2 separate regions of the Mus musculus genome follow, and region 2 is linked to region 1. The links are chromatin contacts, called in public Hi-C maps. All regions are on one chromosome and are shown on one strand. Each heading gives the region's core, a stretch centred on a gene start, on an enhancer-like site or on the middle of the called end of the contact. The rest is flanking DNA. Distances are from core to core; before and after follow the strand shown.

Region 1 (3,991 bases), core at 1,023-3,522:
TGTAAATGTATGTATGACACTGGTAAGAAGAAGCAAGGGACCATGGGATAGAAGGGCTTTACCTCCTAGGAATGGCAGGAAAAAGAAGAACTAAATTTAAATGCAATACCAAAATCTAAGATGAAAACGTGCCAAGTTCTCAGCAGCTATAAATACAAAAATAGAACTCAGTGGCTCATGGAACAGATATTTGGCTAGACTTCTCCCCACTATTACCTACCAGCAACTCTGGGGGAAAGATGGGCTCTTGGGTGGGATCTAAAGGTTTGAAATCCTCCGGGTTGAATAAAGAAGATGAGGGAGCAATCTGTAAGGAAAGGAAACAATAAGAATCAGATGCCAGGGCTGACTGACCCAGCTCTTCCTTTGGGTGAGCTCTTTCCCAGGCTGTCTGGTCCTGGGAGAAGAAACGAGGCTTCTCTGCCAGAGAAGCCAGAGGTGATGAGCATCTTCATCATCTGAGCATCACCACATCTCATTGATCCTTTCTCCACCACCACTTCTGGGGACATGGGAAGAGTGTAGTAACCCCCATCACCCGTCCTAGGCCTGAGACTGCCCCACCAGGCTTCCAGAAGCAGAAACCCCCATTACCGTCTGGTCCTTTGTTTGGCTCATGCAGCAGTTTGGGTTGTTTCCACTTCCTCCACAGCACCCACCATCCTGAGAAAGTGACACACATTCACGTAAGGCTATTTCCATTCTCATAGAACCTAAGAAAAGTCCATTACTTTTGTCTACTGAGGCCCAGATCTGCTAACCCCAGCCTGCATCAATGGGAGAAGCACTGCCTATCCTATCCGGTCTGTCTCCGCTCAGAGAGTCCCTGCTGTGTGCTGACTTCACTGAAGTGGGTTAAGGAAGTCTTTGGGGCAACAGGGAAATCTGATTTTTCAAGAGAATGTCTCCACAAAAGCTAGGCTCTACTTTATTACGATGTATGTTTCTACCTGCTTTCCTTCGTCACTGTTGTTTCCTTAAGAAGCCGCTAAGAGAAAAATTCTTATCACTTCTTACAAGACTTGAGAGGTGCTAACTTTTAGACCAGCTGAGATTTATAAAGCTTGGCTGGGAGTCTGAAGCTGGGGTCTGTCATGGATGCCCTACATCGGCACGGATCTCAAAGATGCAGCCACAGCCAGTGTGCCCAAATGGCCTCTACTACTGACTATGCATTTCCCACAGAAAGCTACACACTCCACTCCTCACTGTGGCTGTGTTCCTGAGAAAGAAGATGGGTCACCCCTAACTTATGGGGAAGTGCTTGCTCAGACCTCTTAGGAGGGTTGTGACCAAGCACAAATGAGCTCAACTAAGCTCAACTAAGGCAGCATGTGGTGGGGCAAATATGTGTTTCCCTGACAGATTCAACTCAAGAAGGCAGGAGACACTCCAAAATCATGAAGTTAATGCTAAGAAACAAATGTGGGAGACTAAGTTTTCTAGGGTATCGGGTCATCATGGAGTAAGCTGGGGGCAGGCTGCCCTTCTGTGTGTGAATCAGGAGAGATTCTGAAATCTCCAAAAGTGGAGCCGCCACCCTCTACCTGCATCTGAAAAGGCTCTTAGAAGGCCTTGGAGGTTGAAGGTGTGGCCTTTGAGAACATGTAAGCATGAGAAAGAGAAACCCTTGCTAGTTCATACCCCGTGGAGCTCTGTATGCAGAGCCCTCTGGCACCTCATCTGTGTTCCGTATACCAGACCTGTTCTGTCTATTACACATGAAAACACCCTCTCCCATCGTGCCCTTCTCTATGGGAAGAGCATATTGGACAGGGAGAATGAGCCCTTAATATCTCTTTTCAGCTTTCCTCTTGGAGAAAGAGTAATGAGGTTGCATTCTCAGACTTTCTGGAAGCAAGAAGAATTTGCAAATATTTTACCTGGCCTTCTTGAGGAAGGACATACATTATATAAGCAACTTTGTCCCGACAACCAGTATTGCAACATATTACTACTTGGATCATTTTCTTTGATAATTCATTGGTATATTTATGCCCTAAATTATTGTGATATGTAATGGTGTCACTCAGAGTCTCTGGAGACTGACTTTTCTATCCACACCTTCCCATGCTCTCTGTTTTACAAGGCAAGCAAGAAGAAAACTGGCCAAAATACTCAAAACACCAAGAGAAAATTCTACCAACTTAGAATTCTGTAAGACTCATATTTGAAAGCTAAACAGAAAAAAGGAGAACAATAATGCACACATGTGACCTTGGTGCTTACGAAGCAGAGGCAGGAGACTCACTATAAGTCAGAAGCCAAGCATGAGGTCATAGGTACAATAGCCCAGTTAAGAAGACATAAAAACCCTCTATCTGGAAGTTGTCAGTGATGGTGCATGTTTTAATCTCAGCACTCAGAGGCAAAGCCAGACAGATCTCTGTGAGTTTAAGGACAGCCTGGTCTATATAGTGAGTACTTGGACAACCAGAGCTACACAGAGAGATCCTGTCTCAAAAACCCACCCCCAAAACAAAACTTAAAGTGCCTTAATGTGTATGTAGATAACGATGAGGCATCAAAAGAAAAATATTGCAAGATAAGTTTTTAAATGTTTTAAACTGAACAAAATGAAGCAGAGAAGTGCAAGGACAATTGCTTCCAGTGGAGAGTGCAACACTGTTCATAAGAAACAGAGAAATCCTGCAGAGAGATCAGTGAGGGTGTGGCTGAACATGACCAGTTCTGTTGGAGAAACTGTGAAACTGTGAAATAACACCTTCAAAAGTAACTCATTCCACTTTCCTGACAAGGAAAGGGCTATATTATTAGTACATTATTTGTTCTGAAGAAAACGTTGTTTCCATTTAATGAAAATTATTTTCATTTTCTAGGGAACAACCTTTACTGAGTCATCCTATTTACTGTTTATTGGGAACTTAGCGATCAGACCTCAGATTCGGACTTAATGTTTACAAAGGAGTTTAGGTTAAGGTGAAGACTGATTCAGAAAAGCCTTAAAAGCCAACCCTGGTGTTTTGGGGTTTTTGTTTTTGTTTTTGTTTTTGTTTTTTTGTAATGTGTAAGTGTCCGTAATTAGAGTGGTTGCATCTCCACCTTCCACTGCTCCAACAACCGGCAGACCCAACAGCATTGAACAAAGACTAAGAGAAACTATAGAAGCTGAGGTCATGTTGCTAGGGTCATGAAGGCCGAGACTGGGGTGTTCCTCTTCTGGAATTCCGGGTGCTGAAGGCAAAAGGTTACACACGACCCTCCTTTCCAGGAAGCATCCAGGACAGGAATAGTCTAGAGATTCTTCCTACGTCTCCATTATTATCCATTTAATGTTTATTTTTCCGTAGTCACCACCTTTCCTTCATTTTGATATGCATAGTCTGTATTTGTCCCTTAGCTCGCCTGGCTCAAAGCTTATTGCTTTCATTGATTTATATATATATATATATATATTTTTTAAGAACTAGGTTTTGTTTTGTTGATTTTTCTCTATGGAATTCCTGGTTTCAATTTCATCAATTTCTGCTCTAAATATGGTTTCTTCTGCTTCTTTTAGATTTAATTTGCTCTCTTTTATTCACCTAAGGTGTGAGCCTATATTATTGATTTTTAGATTGTTTTCTCCCAGTATTTACATTCTCTGATATAAATTTCCCTCTAAGCAATTTTCAATTTTATTATATTTTCAATTTTACCCAGTTCCAAAATATTTTTAAATTTACTCGGGGATTTCTTCTTTGCCCGTGTGTTGTTTGTTGCTCCTCCTCACAGAAAGCCTTTTTTATATTTTCCAGCTCTCTTTCTGTTGTTGGTTCTAGTTTAACCACAGTCTAGTCCCCAAACAGACATTGTATAATTGCTATTATTTTTTATTTGTGCTATAGTTCAGAATGTGATCTATCTTGGTGAATGTTCCATAAGGAAAGTGTCCTTTCTCTCATTTCTAGCTATGGTGGTATAGAAACTCTAGTAACTCTAGTAACGTGCAGCTAAATTGATGGTTCTGTTGAATTCACCTGTGTCTTTC
Region 2 (3,991 bases), core at 900-3,399, 90 kb after region 1:
TATATGTATATATATATATTCCTAATTAACTAATGCAGAGGAAGCTGGGACCAGTCTTTCATTTAAGCATGCTCTGGGGTCTATGGTGCTTAAACTTGTAAATCTTTGCCACTCTGCGGGCATACAAAAGGTATGCTTTTAATTACTTCTTTAAGCACTGCCCTCAGCCCAGACATTCATTTTTGGTTGGTTGGTTGGTTGGTTGGTTGGCTGGTTGATTAGTTGGTTGATTGATTGGTTGGTTGGTTGGCTTGTTGATTGATTAGTTAGTTGATGAGTTGGTTGGCTGGCTGGTTGATTAGTTGGTTGGTTGGCTTGTTGATTGATTAGTTAGTTAGTTGATAAGTTGGTTGGCTGGCAGGCTGGTTGGTTGTTTAAAACAAACATACAAAGTAATTGGTTTTATTATGGCATTTTCATGCATACTTTATTTTTGCCAATCCTCCTCCCCTGCTCACCTACATTTCTCCTGCTGCTTCCCTTCCTCCCTCTCTGCTTTCATGCGACACAGTTTATTTCCCTCTTCTTCCTTCTCCTCAAGACCTCTTTTCCCCTTCTAATGATCTCCTTTCTAAATCAATGAACTATATGACCCTCAACATACACATATGAACAGATGCAGGTATATATATGTATATATTAAAATCTAGAACCTGCATATGAAAAAAATCATGCAGTATTTGTCTTTCTGAGTCAGGGTTAGGTTGCTTAATATAATAATTTCCAGTTCTTCCCACTTTCCTGCAAATGTTATCATTTCATTTTTCATTTTGTCAGCCCAAAGGTTTTGACTGCAGAACTTCCCCCAAAGTGACAAAGAATAAGAAAAAAGTCCTATCTTCAGATCTGACATTGGAAAAAAAAATAGAGAACAGGGAAGCTTCTAGATGGGATAGCTAAGAATAAAATGGCCCCTATGAGTCTCCGAAAGGAAATTAGGTTAGAGCTCTCTGGGCAGACAGGAGTATAGGCTGAACAGGCATGACTGTGCATGCCTCAAGCAACTGGAATCACAGGAGACCTATTAACACATACATCATCAAATATATATATGCGAGCAAGACACTGTTCAGTTATAGTTTACAGTTTATAGTTTCAGCAGCTGGGCAGTTTCTCCATAGAAGCTTTGTTCCTTAAAGTTAGGGTTCTTTAAAAGATGAATGGAATGAGGGCTTTCCTAGATTTGGGGTAATCCTTAAACATCTTGAGGTAGAACCTGAGAAGAAAGGAAGGGATCATTATAAGGGCAACAGAGTAGTGACCAACAGTTGAGTTACATAACCAACATGAGTCAGCCCAGTTACTTAGCAGCTGATCATTCCTGAGGACCATGAGCCCATCATCCACCCACTTCCCCCATTCTGTTCCTTGTCAATGTTGGTAATTTGTGTGCAGATAAATACAAAACTATATCCAGAGGTGACGGTTATACAATTTTACAAACATACTTGCTAACACTCAAGTTTACATTTAAAAACTGTTAAAGTGGTAGATTTTATGATATGTACATTTCACCAGATTTTCTAATACACAAGAAGAAAGTACTCCTTTGAGCTCACTTTGCTGAAAACTACAGGAAGCCAAAGCCTCCCAAAAACTTTGGCCAACTGGTGTAATAGTAGCAAGTCAGTAATGAAGATATCCAATACTCTCCGGGTGGACCTGAGGCCTGCTCGATAGGAGGAGACCCACATCTGGAACTCTAAAAACCGGTGCAAAAACCCATAGCTGGGAAGGTCACAGCCTGAGTGGGGAAGTTACTGCAACTGTTTTTGCTAAATAGAGAAGCTGTGCCCATCAAAGCTCTGTCTAATGACTCTGTTTATACACACAGATCAGGGCTACTGTCAGCTTTGCCCAGAGAAGCTCCTTTTGGCAATGGGCAGCAATAAGGGCAAAGACTCATAATGAGTCACAGGACTGAGAATCAGGAACTGCTAAGCGCCCAGCCATGAGTGGATCACCCTCTCCAAGGCTCTGGAGCACCACAGGAACTGGGACAGGAGGGATGTGAGAGACGGAATGGAGTGAAGTAGACAGCCGGCTATAGAACATGACATCACCATCCGCACTCCTGAGTCTACCTGCACATAAAACCTGCACAAGATTAAACCTGTCACATAAAACCTGTCACTGTCCTGCTGAGACCCTCCCCCTAGGACCTACAGGCAGGTGATCATAGCTAGAAGGAAGGAGTTCACAGGGCCAACACCTCCCTGAGGATCTGTAGGCAGCTAATAGTTGCTGGGGAGGGAGAGATGTTTTCTTCCTTCGGTGGTGTGGCCACCAGTAAGGACACCATGCTCTTGTAAATAATTCCTTACCAAGGACCCTGTAACCAACTCTAATGAGGCTCCCTTCGTCATGAAAGGTAAGTCAGTAGGGCTAACAGGAGGGCTCAGCAGTCAAAAGCACTTGTTGCACTTCTAGAGAACCCGGAATTTGGTTCCCAGCACACATGTCCAGAGGTTTGTAAATCCTTGCCGAATTACTCAGCTCCAGTATCTGATGCCGTCTTCTGAGTGTCCACACACACATATGCATACAAACACACACACACACACCACGTAAATTAAAGTATACCTTTGAAAATAAGATAAAAACATGTAAGAGCAAGAGGAAAACAAAATAGAAATAAAAGATGCATATAGTAAAAACACATTATAAATTATGAAAATGCCACGAGGCTCATTATTGTGTCTAACTAGACACCTGCTTACAACAAATAAAATTTACAAAAAGCATGGACAACGTTAACTTCAGAGAATCGGCAGCATCTCTTGAAAATATCCCTTCCAGGAGTTTGGGGATGCAACTACTACTATGGATCTCATTTTGCCCTCTAAAAGGTAGGTTGCAGTCCTAGCTCCCAATGCCTGAAGATACAGTCTTATTTTGGACCAACAGTCATGGCATATGTAATGAATTGGAATAGCTCATACTGATGCAGGATGGACCCTTAATCCCACAGATCTGCAAAGAGACATGAAGGAGATATAGGATGAGAAGGTCACAGGAACACTGGTAGAGATTGGAATGAGTCTACCCCAGCCATGGAGAACTAAGAACAGTGAGTCTCCACCAGAACTGAACAGAAAGAAGCAAGGAAGCAAGCCATTCCAGAGAGCACAGCCCTGCCTATCCCTTAAGGCCAAACCTCTGGTCTCCAGAATTCTGAGAAGATAGATATTTTTCCCCTTGCTCTAAGCCATGCAGCTGAGGTCCTTTCCTGTGACAGCCTGAGGAAATTAATGCTGACCAAGTTGTCCTCTTAACTGGTTGAAACTAATGGCCCTCGAGGCATAATAAAGACAAAATGCACTCTGCTAAAGTGCTTTGGGTTTGAACTGGAAGACAAAAGTGATCACGCGTGCCAGAAGAGCCCGGTCTGCCCTGCTTTGGTTTGAAAAGACCCTGTGTGCTCCATCTCCCCCGCCAACGCCTGCCATTGCTTCAGGAGCACCGTCACAAAGCCCTCTTAGTCCTAGTAAAAGAGACACCCCTGGCTCTCCCTCCGGGAGGAATATAACCAGACAGCCTCAATTTGATTTTGACATTGCACCAGCTGGAAACTCCTGGTGGAAATATTGACGGAGAACTCTGTCTATGCTCTTCAGAGACGCTCCATGTACCAGGCAATGCCCCGACTTCTGTCATTCGTTTACTGCCTCTGATGGACAGCAGGTTCTCCTGAAGTGGGCTGTTGCCATGTCTCTCAAAGGCTGTGAACCTTGAAACCCTGTCCCTTTCGAGACAGGAAGTTGTAGGATTAGGTCACAGGAGAAACTGCTGCTTTGCCTATTTCCAAACTGGCCTCAGTTTCTATTCAAAAGGAGCTTGTGCCTCATTTAATCCTAAAAGCTATTAGAAAAATCATTAGCCAGACAAAAACACTGAGGCGAGGCAGAAACACCAAGGAGAAAGATTAAGATGCGCTCAGCTCAGTCCTTTAATCCATGTGTTCCTTCTTGGTCTCTAGGCATTCATCTTT

Evidence for each region. Hi-C and Micro-C count contacts between places; a contact is called where the count stands out from the background.
Region 2: a Hi-C map of bone marrow-derived macrophages shows a contact between it and region 1, with 52 read pairs. The contact joins two enhancer-like sites. A contact is called at or near these places in 5 of 484 Hi-C or Micro-C datasets (the 63-12 cell line, bone marrow-derived macrophages, double positive thymocytes and 2 more), 2 of 115 datasets of contacts at active chromatin or transcription factors (bone marrow-derived macrophages and fibro-adipogenic progenitors) and 2 of 9 other capture datasets (adipose tissue and pancreatic islet).

What each region holds. Positions count from the first base shown.
Region 1 is chr17:73,925,954-73,929,944 of GRCm38.p6, forward strand. It overlaps Xdh (xanthine dehydrogenase), which reads right to left. Exons shown (of 36, transcript NM_011723.3): 7 at 595-663; 8 at 221-307. Among named protein-coding and RNA genes, the nearest start is that of Xdh, 22 kb to the right of the region's middle. Within about 2 kb of position 2,273, at least 4 of the 459 cell types and tissues checked have an H3K27ac peak or open chromatin away from gene starts, as enhancers often do. A contact at or near this core is called in bone marrow-derived macrophages, where this site is marked.
Region 2 is chr17:74,016,557-74,020,547 of GRCm38.p6, forward strand. Srd5a2 (steroid 5 alpha-reductase 2) reads right to left here. Exons shown (of 5, transcript NM_053188.3): 5 at 1-1,216. The coding sequence ends at 1,150. Among named protein-coding and RNA genes, the nearest start is that of Gm24475, 18 kb to the left of the region's middle. Within about 2 kb of position 2,150, at least 25 of the 459 cell types and tissues checked have an H3K27ac peak or open chromatin away from gene starts, as enhancers often do. A contact at or near this core is called in bone marrow-derived macrophages, where this site is marked.